Regions from separate parts of the Mus musculus genome. Here region 2 is linked to region 1. The links are chromatin contacts, called in public HiCAR-type maps. All regions are on one chromosome and are shown on one strand. The core of a region is the stretch at or near the end of the contact, and the rest is flanking DNA. Distances in the headings are between cores, read along the strand shown.

Region 1 (7,153 bases), core at 361-2,860:
CAGTCTACAGAATTTCCAAGTGTACCCAGATATGCCCACAAGCACGTAGAACTGAAATATTCCCGAGCTAAAGAGAAAACAATACCAGTAATATTTACTGACTATTTATATGATAAGTATTTATGCTAAGAGCTTAGATGCCACTTTTTACTTAATACTCAGAATGTCTTTGGAATAATTATTATCTTCCCTCTGGTGTGGAACTGCAAATCATATCTGGGAAAAGTGCTGAGATACATCCAAGGTCACGCGGGTCAATTGTGAGAGAGGCTCGAGCAGTCTCCAGGTCTGTCTATGAGGGGGTGAAGCCCGTGCTTTTGATAAGTGTTGCATCTTTAGTCCTTCAAGTAGCACATGGCCTTGGGATCCCTCGGTAAAAGGAAGGAGTGATCGGCGACCGATGCTCCGTCTCCATTAGCAAATCTCCGGCAAGTAGGTTAGGTCGTATGACCAGCAAATGGGCCAAGTCACGTGACCCGTGGGCACTCTCCACGGTTGATCCCAGGCCTGAGTTCCGCCTTGACATAGCCTCTTTCAGAAATGAGAAGTGTCGTGGAAGTCGTACCCAGGCTCTTCTATCAGTTTTCTAGGCGTCAGTAGTGAGACACAGGCTCCCACCGTGCCTTTCTGTGTTTCAAGTGCATTCTCTGCACAATTCCCTCTGTCCTCTCAACGAACCTCTCCATTTTCTTCTGAATCCAGCAGCCATTCACCCATGAGAGCAATTGATCTGGTAAGACACTCCACAGACACTCTCTGAAAGCTAGACTCAGCTGCTCTAAGAACTGCTTTCTGGATATGGTTACATGAACTCCCAGTGGATAACATAGCTTCTGTTTTCCTTTCATTTTTCCCCTCTTTTGCTATCTCCAACTTTATTTTCAAGTAATTTTTTAGATTATGAAGTTAGAATGTCATAAAATTTTCTTAATAACCTTCATGGGGTTCTCTCCCCCTTAACTTCCTGACACAGAGAAATGATGAACAGCAGCCAGTCAGCACGGGTGAGACCTCATTCCTTTGTGCCTCTCCTCCGGTCCAGCATCCAGTCCAGGGAGGGGTGCTGGCTGTGTTTGGTTGCCATGTTGGCTGTCTGTCCCCTGGATCTGAAGCCAATTCACAGTGTCACTGCTTTCACAAGCTTGACACATTTCAAAAGCATAGCCAAGGTCCTTTTTTAGAGTGCCCCTCAAATTGGGTTTGTCAGAGACCAGAGAGGTAATGTGTTCCCTGAACGCAGCGTTCAGGAGCTCTGTCCTTTCAGTTTGTCCTCTTACCCAGGGTAGCGACTGCTGTGAGGACCAAGAGGGGGACAATAAGAGGGACAAGAATCGTTTAGCACAGTTACAAGACCGGACTAGGACCTACTGTGTTACTGTCTGTGTCCCGTTTGCATTTCAAATCCTACAAAACCATGAAGAAAGAACTAAGTATAAATGAGGGACGGAAGTGGAACTGAATTTGGGGTACGTGCAGATGCTCACTTTACCCCGGCTGCTGCAGCTGTGCCCCCACTGGCGTCCTGAGGGTTCCTGGAGACCCAAGAGGACCATAGCACTCAGTGTTCCTCTGTACAGGCAACGAATGTAAATGTAGCCGAAGTGACACTTGAGTGTTTGGCTATTGTACATTCACTGGCAGGGGACATGTCTACTCAGCCCTGGATCTGGCCTACAGGATGTCAGGCAACCTTTTCAAGACCATGAGATTTTAATAGTCTCTAAAGTGAAGTTATTAGACATTATACTTTTCCTGGGTAAAACATGCAATTAATGTATAAATCTGGGCTTTACAAGTGATGTGTGCGCAGGATGTTTGTTTAACTAGCTGCAGGCTGATTGGCATGCGGGCCTACTACAGTATTTTTCTATTAGTCTCTGAATAGGCAGTCCAATGAATTATTTATTGAATTCGCACATCCTGGTGCTTTTCTTTTCTTTTTGTAAAGAACATTCTCTATTGGAAGTCATGGCCTCCTCTAGTCAATTAACCTTCCACTGTCCAGATGGCCTCTCTTGGTGTTTCCTAAGGAAACACTTCAGAGTGCAGAGAAAGGGGCTGGATCTGATCAAGACCTCAGTTGCCTCCGACTGGAATCTTCTTCCAAGTTAAATGTATAACGGCCTTGCTGAGTTGATGGCAGGGGCTGTGCCTCGCAGACACACCCACGCTGTGCTTTTCTTGAGATGAGTACAGCCTCTGTGAAGGCGGAGAGACAGCTAAGCTGGCCTCTCTTTCTGACAGACCCCAGCTTTGTTTTCTGAAGATAAGGGAGGGTTCTGGAGCTGGGCGTCTCCAAGAGCGGTTTTATCAGACATGTCAATCTTCCCACCATCTCTGGGACCATTCATTTCTGTTCCCTTGCCTCCTGGATACCATTCTTAGTGGTGGTAACATGGTCTTGAGAGGGCAAATGTAATGTCCCTGCATTTATCTAGCCTCTGCTTGAATCGTGTTTTCTTGGATCCCAGTTGGCCAAGCAAAATCACATGCAAGAACCAGAGCCTCGTGGGAAGGGGCTACAGGAGAATATGAATATTGGGAAGGGGAGTTAGATAAGGACCATCACGTAAGAGTCTAGCCCACTGACTTGACAAGGTTAAATGAAGGTGACATATGTAAATTGTCTGACAGGTAGTAACACTCAACCAATCTTAAAAATCACTGTTAAGGCACAGCCTTTAAATCAATCTTAGGACCTAAAGGTACTGGGCCTAATTCACAAACACACATGAAGAGAACTTGCCGTGTTTTGTGGATGTTTTCATTATATTCTCCAGAATCAGACTGTAGTCCTTTTTCCTGTCCATATACTCACAGTGTTTAATAGATGTTCTGTGATTAGATAAAGCCAGCAAACAAGTTCTCTCATGTGCTTTTTTTTGTAGTGCTAGGGATGAAGCCCACCTGCACAGATGCTAGACAAGAGTTCCATCACTGAGCTACTCCCATCGCCCAAATGATGGGCTGATATTTGAAAGATAAAATTTCCTTTTTATGCTCATTAAAAATGGCTTTAAAACAAAAGTTTTAAAAAATCTGGACACACAAATTTTTCCAATGATTCACATGTAAAAATAGTATGTGTTCATTTATCTTGAAATCTGAGCCTAACAGAGTTCTATTTATAATTCCTTAATAGTTTCTTCAATATTTGATTATTCTCTATGTTAGTCCCAATAAGGCCTCTGTAGATAGTACAACAGCAAAAATAAATGGTTCCTGACTCAACCATCACTCTTTACCTCCACAGCAATACTGTTCCCCAAAGCATGGCTTAGCAGCGACACATGCACATGGACATGGAATATAGGTATGTTGTCACACTGTGAGACTAGAATTTCGACCCTGGCACTCACAGGAAGAATCTAGCAGTCTAATTATCTTTAGATTTCTACAGAATAACACCCAAAAAAACTTTCTGATACTTGGAAATTTTGGAGGTGGAAAACAACCTTTAAGAATGATTGAATTCATATGAAATATATTCACATATGTTACATTTTTTTGTCTAATAGAGAGTGCCACTCAGAAAAAAAATCATAGTTTTTAAAAAATTTTATGTATTCTGAGGATTTCATGCATGTATACAATGTGCTGATTTTTCCTCCTCATACTTCCCTCTCCAGCCCCTCCCCCAAGTGCTGCATCCCCATCCCTGACCCCCCACACCATCTCGACCTCCTCCTAAATTCCTGTCCTTTTTTAGTTTTAACCCACTGAGTCCAGTTTGTGTTCCCACTATGTACCCGGGTGAAGGGGCATCCACTGGATCATACACAACTTTCTAGAAAGTTCATACCTCTCAAGAAAAGTGACTTCCTCTGTCCTCACAGTCACCAACTTCCAGCCATTAACCTGAGTTAGGAGTGGGGCTTTGAGCGCCTCTTCTCTATCCATGCTGGAGTTTATGTTATTATTTTCAAGATGAGGATGCTTACTTGTCTAGGGAGCGCCCTTCTCCTCTTTGCAGTGTTTAAGCTCTGTAGCTTCTCTTTGGATCTGACCCCAATCCTGGGCCCAGTGCTGATGTTCACTTTTCTGATGTCCTTGATTCCTCTGGGAGATTTCTGATCTGTGAATAAACCCTATGGTGCAGAGTGTACACATTCCTGTGAGATGTGGAACTTCTCTTTCACCACCATGGCTCCACCTGACCCTCTATACCTCCTGAGTGTATTTTTGCCACTGTGGCCTTGGGGAAGATAGTTTAATCTCCTTCTTTTGTAAAGAAAAGTAACTTCTTGCTTGGGATCCAAATACAAAATGTTCCATTCCTTGGCCAAAGCTTGATTGCCAAAAGATGTCTTACGTGACACTTCTCAAAACCTTTCTTCATAAGAACAGCACAAGGGTGTGTCTGCTAAACTACACTGAATGAAGTGTTCCACATGCAACAGCATCAGGAGACCAGGAGCAAAACAGAAAGGGATCGTAAGAGATGGATAGTAATAAATAGAAATAAAAATGGAGAGTCAGCTTGATGTCTTGGAGTTGACTGACTTCTTTCTGTTTCAATTTCTGGTACTACTTTCATATAACCTATAGTTTACTTTATTCATGTAAATTGCCTTTGCTTCATTTCTTCTGTTGTGATAAAATATCCTGGTCCAAAGCTAGTTAGGGGAGGAGGGGGTTTATTTATTTTATAAATCCATGTTATATAGTCCATCATCTCGGGGAACTTAGAGCAGGAACCTCAAACAGCTCTGGTCATGCTACACTCACAGTCAAGAGCAGAGAGAAGTGATGAGTATATTCATGCTCATTTGCTTGCTTGATTTCTCAACTCATATGCAGATCAGGACTCCCTTACTAAGAAATGGTACTGCCCATAGTGAACTGGGTTTTCCTATATCGGTTAACATAGTCCCTACAGTTACACACACAAGCTAACCCAATGTAAGCAATCTCTCATTGACTGTTCCTTCCCTTGTGATTCTAGGTTGTGTCAAGATCACAATTAAAGTGGATCATCACACAAATCAAATAAGCCCCTTTCTTCACTTCGTTTATAAAAATGAATGATGAGGTCATCTTCACATTGGAAAGCCATTGGTGATAAAGGCATATGCTTTCCTTGGTTCTAGATTAACTTACAGTTGATACTAACCTATGTGTTTTCCAAAAGTCCATTGATCAGTCTTTTACCTTGCTGTCATACACACACAAATACACAGAACTACATGAGTCAGGCTAGTATAAGTGGTGCTGCAATAACAACTGATTTTGAATTTCAATGATATTTCATGCTTATTTCTCACCCAGGTTTTTGCCAAGTACAATTTAGCTGAAAAACCCTGGTCCTCAGTGGGTCCTTGGATAATGGAAGATCCATCCGGACTCCTCTTAGATCAAACAGACAGAGAACATGGGATGTGGAGTGTCATGGCTTAACACTTGATGCTTCATATTTCCCTGCTAAAGCAAGCCTCATGGTCAAAACTAGCTCTAAAGATGGAGAAGTCAGTCCAAAGCTGTTAAGTCTTCAAGGGGAAATGAATTGGGGTACATTGAACAGCCCATTGACTGCCTTTGAACTTAAAGCAGAATGACCCTCATCTGCAACCAACGTTATCTAAAGCTTGTGGGGAAAGAATAAGAAAAAGCAATACTCAACACTGAAAACTAGGGACGATATGGTCACTCTCCTAACCAATCCTTTATTACATCTGAGAAATCATTTGGAAATACCTACCAAGAGCCTCGAAATTACTCGTCCACTTTTAACTGGGATTAAGCATCCAGAACACAGGGAGATCCTAGCTTACCAATGACGTAGGCATAGAGGTCAAGTGTAGAGCAGTGGGTGAACCATGAGGGTAGAATAAGCTGCCAAAGCCTGGCTGTGAATACAGAATATATTTTGACAGAGGTCTTTGCAAGAAAGCCTCGCTCTGCCTACATATTCTTCTCTGCCCCACCCCATGCCCACCAACAGCATAGAGTTAATCTCCACAGGCCACATGAGTCTATGTAGTAGGTTCTTCTGCCACATGCCCTCCTATGGCCACTTCCTGTCCCTCCACCCACTGCTGGTAGGTCACCGACTTAAAATTTCAGAGGCTTCATTTGGAAGCCTGTGAAGAGAGGGGCCTCAGTCATGATCCTGGAAGAACACTTTAGAATTATCTACTGGCCTTGTACAGGTTGAAATTTTAGTTAATACTGCACAAGGTCCCTGGTTTTCTTCTTGTCTAAGGTTGAGGGAGAAGTCATGGCTGCTCTCAGTCACAGAAACCCTGTTCCCTTGGACTTCTCTGAATTGCTAGCAAAATGTCCATAGTCCTGTTTACCTTAACAGGGTCATGAGGGAATCTTGCTTTCTAGTGGGACTTGGCTTCAATCTTAGGATATAGGTGGTGGGGCAGAGGGAACGGGACAGAGCGCTTTCTATGACTGAGCGAAGGTTTAGTTGCAGATTGAAACTGGGAAATTGCATTGAGCAGGACTTTTCAGGAAATTCCATCTGACCCTCAGCAAGCAAAACCAAACCCAGATCCCTGGTGAGGCAGAATGGAAGGAGTGATCAGATGCCTTGCCCAGCAAGACCCTGACTGGCTACATCCAGCCCTGGCTTGTGCCTTAACCTTGGTTGACCTTTCCAATTGTCCAAGGCAGGCTGGTTTTAGGACACCTGTCTTATGCAGCAGCTGGGAATGTTGGTCCAACCTAGCTCCACTCAGCTGGAAGCGGGGTCTGTCCAAGACTGCCAGCTGTCACCCTGCTGATGCCCACACGTGCTGACCTGCTTGCCCCTTGGCACGATTTTCTTTATTCTTTGCCCCTCTGATCCTCTTTCACCCCATAAAGACTACATCTGATTCTCTTGAAGCATTGCTTGAAAATGCATGTTCTGACTAGGATGCTTTTCCCAGGGAGGGTGAGAAGAAACAAACCCTGGATACCGGGAGCCAGGGGGCAGGGGGTTCCTAACAAATGACCGCACACCTGGTGGCTCACAGCAGCAGAATTCTGGTGCCCTGAACCCTGGCATCAGAGTTTCAGGATCCCTCTCCAGCCTCTTGTGCTTGTTGACAGCTATTGGCATACCCGTGCTTCCAGCTGCACCATCCCTGCCCATCCTCCACCTCTACTGCCTTCTTTCCTGGCCGTGCTTGTGTCTTTGCTCAAATCCTCTTCTTGGTCTTCT
Region 2 (7,814 bases), core at 4,918-7,417, 180 kb before region 1:
ACAGACACAGTCCCTTATTTATTCTTTCTTCCTTTCATCCAAGTTCACTCACAGATCTACCTGAGTGGCCTAAGGGTGTATGAATCACCTGTACTCCCCCTGAGAGAAGGTGGCAGGCTCCAAGGGCCTCAGCTTAGAAAGCAAGCCTAAAGCACAGACATTTGCTCTCCTGCCGTTCTGGGAACTGGACATGTGAGACCCAGGTGTCACTAACTAAGACTGTGTCCTTCTGGAATATCTACAGAACAAACAGCTCCTTTCTCCTAACCTCTGTTTGTTGTCCTGTCTTGTGGATCCTTGGCTATAGATTCATGGCCAATTTGTGTTCCTAGCATCACAGGCGTGTTCCCCTGTGTCCCTTCTTAGTGGATATGTGTCACAGTGGACTAGGACTTCAATCAAGTGTGATCTTGTCTTCATTTTGTTATATGTAAAAACCCTATTTATAAATGGCATATTCAGAGGTACTGGGTGAACACCCATTCCCAGTTTGGGGGGAAAACAAACAAACCTGAGCCTGAACCCCGTTATGTAGTCAGAAGTCAGAAGTGGTCCATCCTACTGTCTTCCCTACCAACCAAAACACTCTTCTTGACAACCATCAATCTCAATAGAGTTGTATATCTGTCTTTCCTGTTTATTCCATGGGTGCAGTTTTAGCTCTTGTGGGTCTACAGGTTGGAGATATAACTCAGCGGTGGCGAGTTTGTCTCTTGTGCAAGGTTCTGGGTTTGATCTCCCAGGGCTCGTGTATGTGCACACACACATGTTTATCCCCATGAATTTAATTGTCTTCCCAATGCCTACCTCCATCTAAGGATGCTAAGCGTCAGAGAACAAACACCATCTCTGGCTTTGTGCCCCTCCCTACACTCGCATCTTCCAGCAGAGTGCTAGGAATGAAGCTTTCAGGAAGGAACTGTTGAAACGTGGATGGATGAGAGGATTAACTGGCTACAAGCCTGACTAGGTAATACTGGTACGCACACAAGGCCAACAGCGAGGGACCAAGAAGATGAAGTGATTGGTTCTGATTAGCAGGGATATGAAAGAGGAAGTGTGTGAACTCAGACTTATGGGAGCAGCAGGATTTGGCAACTGAATGAATTTAATTTGTATCCTGCTGACCTAAATGGTATGAGCAGAGGCCTAGAGAGAGAAAGTGTGGACTTTGGGAGAATAGTTAATGGACCAGGTAAGTTGGAGCAAAGGCTACCAAGGGATATGAAAACACTTTGGATAAAAGGGGGGAAGAAAGGCAGCTCATAGAGGCCTGTAAGCCCAGGCTGTTCTGGGCATGGCAAGAAGCTCCTGAACTGAGGGAAGAAACGACGAAGCCGACCCAGGCAACAATGGAGGCAGAGACAGAGGCGGTTCATGAGATCCCTCTTCGTCCTCCTACCTCTGTGACAGTCCTGACAGCACTTGCGTATTCTCTTTCCTGAGCGTCTACCATTTGTTTCTTCCATTTGCCCCATTCACTGAGATTTACTTCCAAGTAATTAAATTTCACAGTTTCCTAAATATTAATATTGTGATATATTTATTAAAAACACTATGCTGTGGAAATTATATATGTAACCGTGTGCTCTTCATAATTAAAAAGTCATCTCAGATTAAATCATCATCACCTTAATAGGGTGATGTCATGACTCCTTGATCTCTTCTCAGGAGAATGTCTGACCTGAGTTCAAAGCCCCCAGGGAAGTAGGTGCCAAACGAATAAGGAAGAAGCCTATAACAAAGGATTCCAGCTTCTGAGTAGCACCAGGCCCCGCCTTCTGTGGATGGCATCAATCCTGGATAGGTAGCTGCTTACTAAAATGACTGAGCATGAGCCAGGGAGAGCAATCCAGTAAGCAGTCCTTCCTTACCATGACATCTGCTTCAGTCCTTGCCTCCAGATTCATGCCTTGAGTTTCTTCTCCTCCCTCTGTGAACTAGAATAAACACTTTGCTCCCCCTAGTTGATTTTGGTCACAGTGTTTATCACAGCAACAGAAAAAAGCAAATTATGACAACAGCTTGCTTGGCTCTCTAGGTCTGACCAGGTGTCATCATGGCCTAGATGCCTCCAAGTCTTTGATGATCACACAGAGGTTCTTAGAAGAGTTTTAGTCATTTACCTACAATGATATTCATTACATAAGACATCCCACCAATGGAAAGAACTGAGCAGAAAGGAGACTGGGAGGCTGCCCAGAATAAAGGACCCAGGACAGTGAGGCAGGAAGGACACAGAAAGCCCATCTTATCCCCATAAACCCCTCTGAGACAAGCTTTGCACGCCTCTCTGATGTTTAGCCTATAAGACACTAGAGGGATCAGGGCTGTGCTTTTCTGTTCATGGTGGTATTACAATCCTGGCACCATGTCCACCCCATAGCTAGGTCCAGACACACACGGGGGCTGAGAGGAGTGGGTGCCAGGCAATAATGATCCTGCTCCATGACACTTGGAGCCTCCTTCTCTTGACCTGGTAATACCCACCACAGACAGTGCAAAGATGCCAAGGATGCTAATTGCCCTCATGCCAGCAACTAGATTCCTGTGGTAACAGAAGAGAACATATTTCTTACACTGAGTATAGTGTGTGAGATTTTAAAAGTGCCCACTTCTTACAGTTCAGGGGCCTTACATATATAAAAATCTAGTAACCAAAAGAGTAACAGGCTTAGTTTTGAACCAGATCAGTCTTTATCCCAACACTCCTCACTGTAGAAAGGAGTGTCCTCTCATGTGTGATATGATTTCCTGAACCTGGTTGTCCAATAGGACAGACGTGCCTTTAGAGAACGTCCTTCTATAGTAGAATAGAGAGTCTGCAAGATCATTCAGTAGGTGTGCCTCCATTTCTCGGGATGGCCCCAATGTAGGCACAGCATAATTTAGACACATACCAAAGTCCCACAACCCAAACCGGAAGTCTAAGAAATTACCTTCCAAAGCACAAGCAGGCTTCAACTCTGGAGAAAATCTTGAAAAGACATAGAAAAGTTTGAAGAAATATCAAGCAAAAATTTTAAAAGTCAATCTCTATTTTTCTGAAATACTATAGCTCTTGGTAGCAAGTAATTCTAAATCTCCTTGAATCCCTTAAAGCTCCAAAGTGCATGAGCATTAGATAGACATTTCAGAGCTGAGGATGTTGTGCGCCAGTTCTTCACGTCGTTGATGGACTTTATTCTCTTGGCAATGAAGAAAAATATTTAATAAAAATCTGTAAAAGGCGATTTCTGAAACACCTTAGGATTAAATTCTCTTTTGTAAGCTTTTAATTTTTTCTTTATGTTAAGGCAGTGGTTCTCAACCTTCCTAATGCTGTGACCCTTTAATGCAGCTCCTCATGTCATGGTGAAACCAACCATAACATTATTTTTATTGCTACTTTATAACTGTAATTTTCCTACTGTCATGAATCATAATGTAAACATCTGTTTTCCCATGGGCTTAACTGACCCTGTGAAAGGTTATTTTGACTCCCACAAAGGTCTAGACCCACTGGTTGAGAAACCCAGCCTTAGGGGTTAGAGAGAGGGTCCAAAGGTTAAGAGTGCATAGCACATGCCTTTAATCCCAGAGTTAGAGGTTCAAGATCAGCCTAGTCTACAGAGTCAGAACAGCCAAGGCTGCACAGAGAAACCCTGTCTTGGAAAAAAAAAAGTGACTGAGGATGCATGCATGCATGCATACACACATACACATAAATAAATGAACAAATAAAATCTCCATTATTTTAACTTCAGAGTTGAGTATGGTAGCACATGTCTGAGGTCCTAGCAAGGCAAACTGGTAGGTCAAGAGTTCAGGGCCAGATTAAGTTCCATCGCACATTATTGGTAAGCCTGAGCTACATGAAACCTAATATATATATATAAACATATATATATATGCATGTTTATATACATATAGTGTATATAAATGTATGTATGTATGTTTATATACATATATGTGTATATACATATATACACACATATGCTAAAAGTGTATGTAATGTATATATGCATATATATGTATATACTAAAAATCAATATACATAAGGTATAAATATATACATTATATATACACATAATATATATAAATATTGTGTATGTGTGTATATGTGTGTACTTTAAACATTACTGCTGAATACTAAATTTCAGTGGACACCAAAGGTTACCAACAGACCTTACACCAGTGGGTGTAAACAAAGATTTATTTCAGACTCATGGAGCTAAAAATAAGACGGCTGCCATGAGCGTGTAGCTCAGTGGAAGAGTGCTTGCCTGGTGTGTGCGAAGGTGTGGGGCCCATGCTTAGCACTGCACAAAGAAAAACAAGCTGCCTGCAAAACCACACAGAATAACATTTTGTGTTGAGAAAGGTATTATCCTTTTTATTTTCAAGTACCCTGAGCAGGCAGTTTTCCAGAATTCTATAGAGAATATTCTTGCTGGGCAAGAATTCTGCATGGGGAAGCTCTAATGTCAGTGTGAAAAGAATTTAGTATAAAAACAAATTAAAGCAAGAGAGGAGGTGTTTTCTCTTTCAGGTAAATTGAGGCTTAACTATTCTGGTTTCAGAGTACACTGGGGCTGGCCTTACTGCTGGTTTTAAAGCATCAGGAGGGTTTTAAGGAGAAAAGCAGCAGAGGTTTTATGGCCAGTGATTGGTTGATGGACAAACATGGTAAAGAAAACTGCCTGGGATCCTTTCCCCAGGAAAATGGATCCATGAGCTGTTGGCTAGAGAACCTAATTTATTAAAACTCTCTTTGAGCCTTAAGTTCTTTAAGTTCTGTTCAAGGTATTCAGTCAAAAGAACTAAAACCTTTTTAAGGGACCAGAAATGATGAAGGAAAATGCCCTAGAAAGGTTATTAAGTATTTCTCCAAAAGATTATAATCATTTTGAGACAAATATTCTATGAGCTCCATACATTTCCTGCCAGTGCCCCTTTCAGTAGACAGGCAGTTCTAGCTTCCTCCCTGTAGGGGATGCCAGGCTACATCAGGACTAACCGAATCAGCCCTGTCCTAACAGATGGCTTCTGGGAGTATCGTCACCCTACAGTGCACAGAGGGGACTGATCACTCTGTGACTACTCTTAATTGCCAGGGCTCTCAATAAATAAATAAATAAATAAATAAATAAATAAATAAATAAATAAATAAAATATAAAAAAAAAGCCCAGAGGGAGACGACCTACCTGGTCTATCTGTCCCTATTACTGATCAAGCCAAAAAAAAAGAAAAGAAAAAAGAAAAAAAAAAAAAAAGAGGACCTTCTTTCATGGGCCTTCTGGCTTTGGACACCCTGGCCCACTGCACCAGAGTAGCCTTCCAGTTCTTTAATTAGCAGTTAGAAGCAATAAAATAAAGTCCCCATGGTGACACTCTAAAAGTCTCCATGATGACACTCTAAGATGTCTTTTGCCGAGAAATTGCCTAATAAAATTTTGTAAATCGCTACTGTGGGGATTCACTATAATGTCCCACAAATGAAAAATTACAACAAAAAGGTAAAATTGAAAAATACACACAGGGCAATTGGCTGTGTGTGGAAACAAAGAGACGGATGTGGCCAGGCTACCGTTGGTTCTCTTCTGCTGAAAGTGTAGTGCAGGGGACACACCAAGGCCTTTGTCTTATATTTCAAGGGAAAGGGTGTCTGGCTCCAGCACCATAATAAATAAAGTCACTTCTTAATTCTGCATTGTTCAAAGGTGTGCATTGCTCATTGGGGTTTCCTCTGGGATATAGGGTATTGGGAACAAACATGCTTAGCGCACAAAAGGTCATGAGTTCAATAACCAGACCTGGGACAGCAACAACAAAGCGGTTATCTTTTCAAATATATAATTTATGGGGGAAAAAAGGAAGCAAAAAAACATGTTGTATATCTGTTAGTTTCAATTTGGAAAACATCAACTCACCAGTGCCCCTCCGCCACCGAGCTAGGAACCACATGTGGGCAAACATGCAGCAGAGGAATCTCACTTGTCTCTCATTTCTCACAAGGTCTTTCCAGCCTTCATTGTAGAAAAGCTGCCACAGAGAACCAATGAGCTCGCTCATCAGTAGTTCCCTCTGCCACAGAGAACCAATGAGCTCGCTCATCAGTAGTTCCCTCTGCCACAGAGAACCAATGAGCTCGCTCACCAGTGGGTCCCTCTGGTTGGCTGGCTGAGCATAGCACTGGCTATGTTTCCTTATCCAACCCCACAAGGGGGCCCAGCAAAGCAAATGTAGCCTCCTGGAAACTCGATTCCCTCACGGGGAGGCAATGTGTCAGATGGAGAGGCCAGCTCCCAAGCTGTGACATCTGTGGCAGGAGTCTTTCGATTAAATGTAGTTGCCTTTCCTTTTTTTTTCCTCCTTTTTTTTTTCTTTTTAATTCTTAAAATTCTCCGTATGAGTGAACTGGAAACAGACAAAAGCGTGATTTCTGCAGCAACAGCTGCCCAGACTCATTTTCTTTTCATGGCTTACATACTTGGAGCGCTTCGTCCCCAACGGCTGTCCTCATACTGGCAAATCCAAGAAATTCAAGACGTGTAAACAAGGATAGATTTGCCCTTAAATCCCAAGGTCAAAGGCAGCATCTGTTGTTCTGGAAAGAAGGAGGACTTTCTTTTGCTGGTTCGTTTATTGAGGTTCTGACGGTTGGTTAGGTTTTCTGTTGTGTTTTTTTTTCCTTTCTTTTAACAGAAGTAAACAAAAATGCTATAGACGCTTCCTTGTTCTAATAGGAAATGCAAAACATTAAACATCCTACAGAAAGATGTATAAACATCCTTCAATTTGATATTTGATTTGCACATAAGAAAGGCAAGCCACACTGTGATTTTTAAAGCTGATAGGAAAAGTCATTTTCCATACTGACCCCTTTTCCCCAGATGACATTTGGTCATTAAATTATTCAAGGAGTTTTTCCTTTTATACACATTAATACTGTCCACCACCATGCCAGTCCTGAAAGGCAGGTTCACCTCCTGTAGGACACAGATGGATTATGGCAAAGAAGGATCTCACAGTACAGGCAGATAAAAAAGATTTCAGACTAGCAGATTAACACACCAGGCAAGGACAGAGGAAGATACACAATTACTGACAAACAGAACCAAATACTATTCAGAGTCACCATTTTTTTAAAGGGAACATGTTGTCATTCTGTTTTGCCTGTTTATCTCTACCCTGCCACCCAGCTAATTAACATATGTGTCAGTTCTAATTTAACCAACGACTTTGAAAGTCCAGAAAACCTGATTAAAACAACAGTAGTACCCGGAGAAAGATGCCACCCGTTTTCCAGGCGTGTGCCCTAGTAGCACATGTGGGCAAATGTTGCATTTCTAACTTGAATCCGTATGGATTGTGGGATTAGTACATGCCTGCCTTATTTTAATACCAATTGCCTGGAAAAGATACTCCAGTTTATTTAATTTTTATTTATTAATTTAGTCTTTTACTTTACACACGAGCAATGTGTCCTGATAGCGCTCTTTTGTCTTCATAGTTCCTTAGATCCACAACCCCTCCCAGTCCTGCCAGGTCCTTTCCCAAGGTTCACTGCTTCTGCTTTTATTCTTGATCCTATAGAGCAAACATCAGTAACCAATTCTTTTATACAGACGTGAATTCCCAAAAGCTATATTCAGAAAAGGTGAATGTGAACATTCTTATAAATCATAGGTCAATTATAATTGAGATTCACAGTAACATGCTCAGTGTCTTCTTAAATGTGACTCTCTTTTTATATTTAAGTAACTAATTTTAGTTCTGCAAATAATATAGGAATCATGCTCACTTAAGATCATCAAATCACTCAGAGAAA

The links. HiCAR-type assays count read pairs that join an accessible place to other places.
Region 2: a HiCAR-type map of astrocytes shows a contact between it and region 1, with 5 times the contacts expected there. The contact joins two enhancer-like sites. A contact is called at or near these places in 1 of 39 promoter capture datasets (liver), 3 of 484 Hi-C or Micro-C datasets (the N1E-115 cell line, muscle stem cells and nephron progenitors), 1 of 115 datasets of contacts at active chromatin or transcription factors (astrocytes) and 1 of 9 other capture datasets (pancreatic islet).

What each region holds. Positions count from the first base shown.
Region 1 is chr3:28,219,653-28,226,805 of GRCm38.p6, reverse strand. No RefSeq gene overlaps it. Among named protein-coding and RNA genes, the nearest start is that of Tnik, 40 kb to the left of the region's middle. Within about 2 kb of position 1,610, at least 31 of the 459 cell types and tissues checked have an H3K27ac peak or open chromatin away from gene starts, as enhancers often do. A contact at or near this core is called in the N1E-115 cell line, astrocytes and muscle stem cells, where this site is marked.
Region 2 is chr3:28,407,649-28,415,462 of GRCm38.p6, reverse strand. All of the region lies in intron 2 of Tnik (TRAF2 and NCK interacting kinase), which reads right to left. Among named protein-coding and RNA genes, the nearest start is that of Mir466q, 8.4 kb to the left of the region's middle. Within about 2 kb of position 6,167, at least 62 of the 459 cell types and tissues checked have an H3K27ac peak or open chromatin away from gene starts, as enhancers often do. A contact at or near this core is called in the N1E-115 cell line, astrocytes and muscle stem cells, where this site is marked.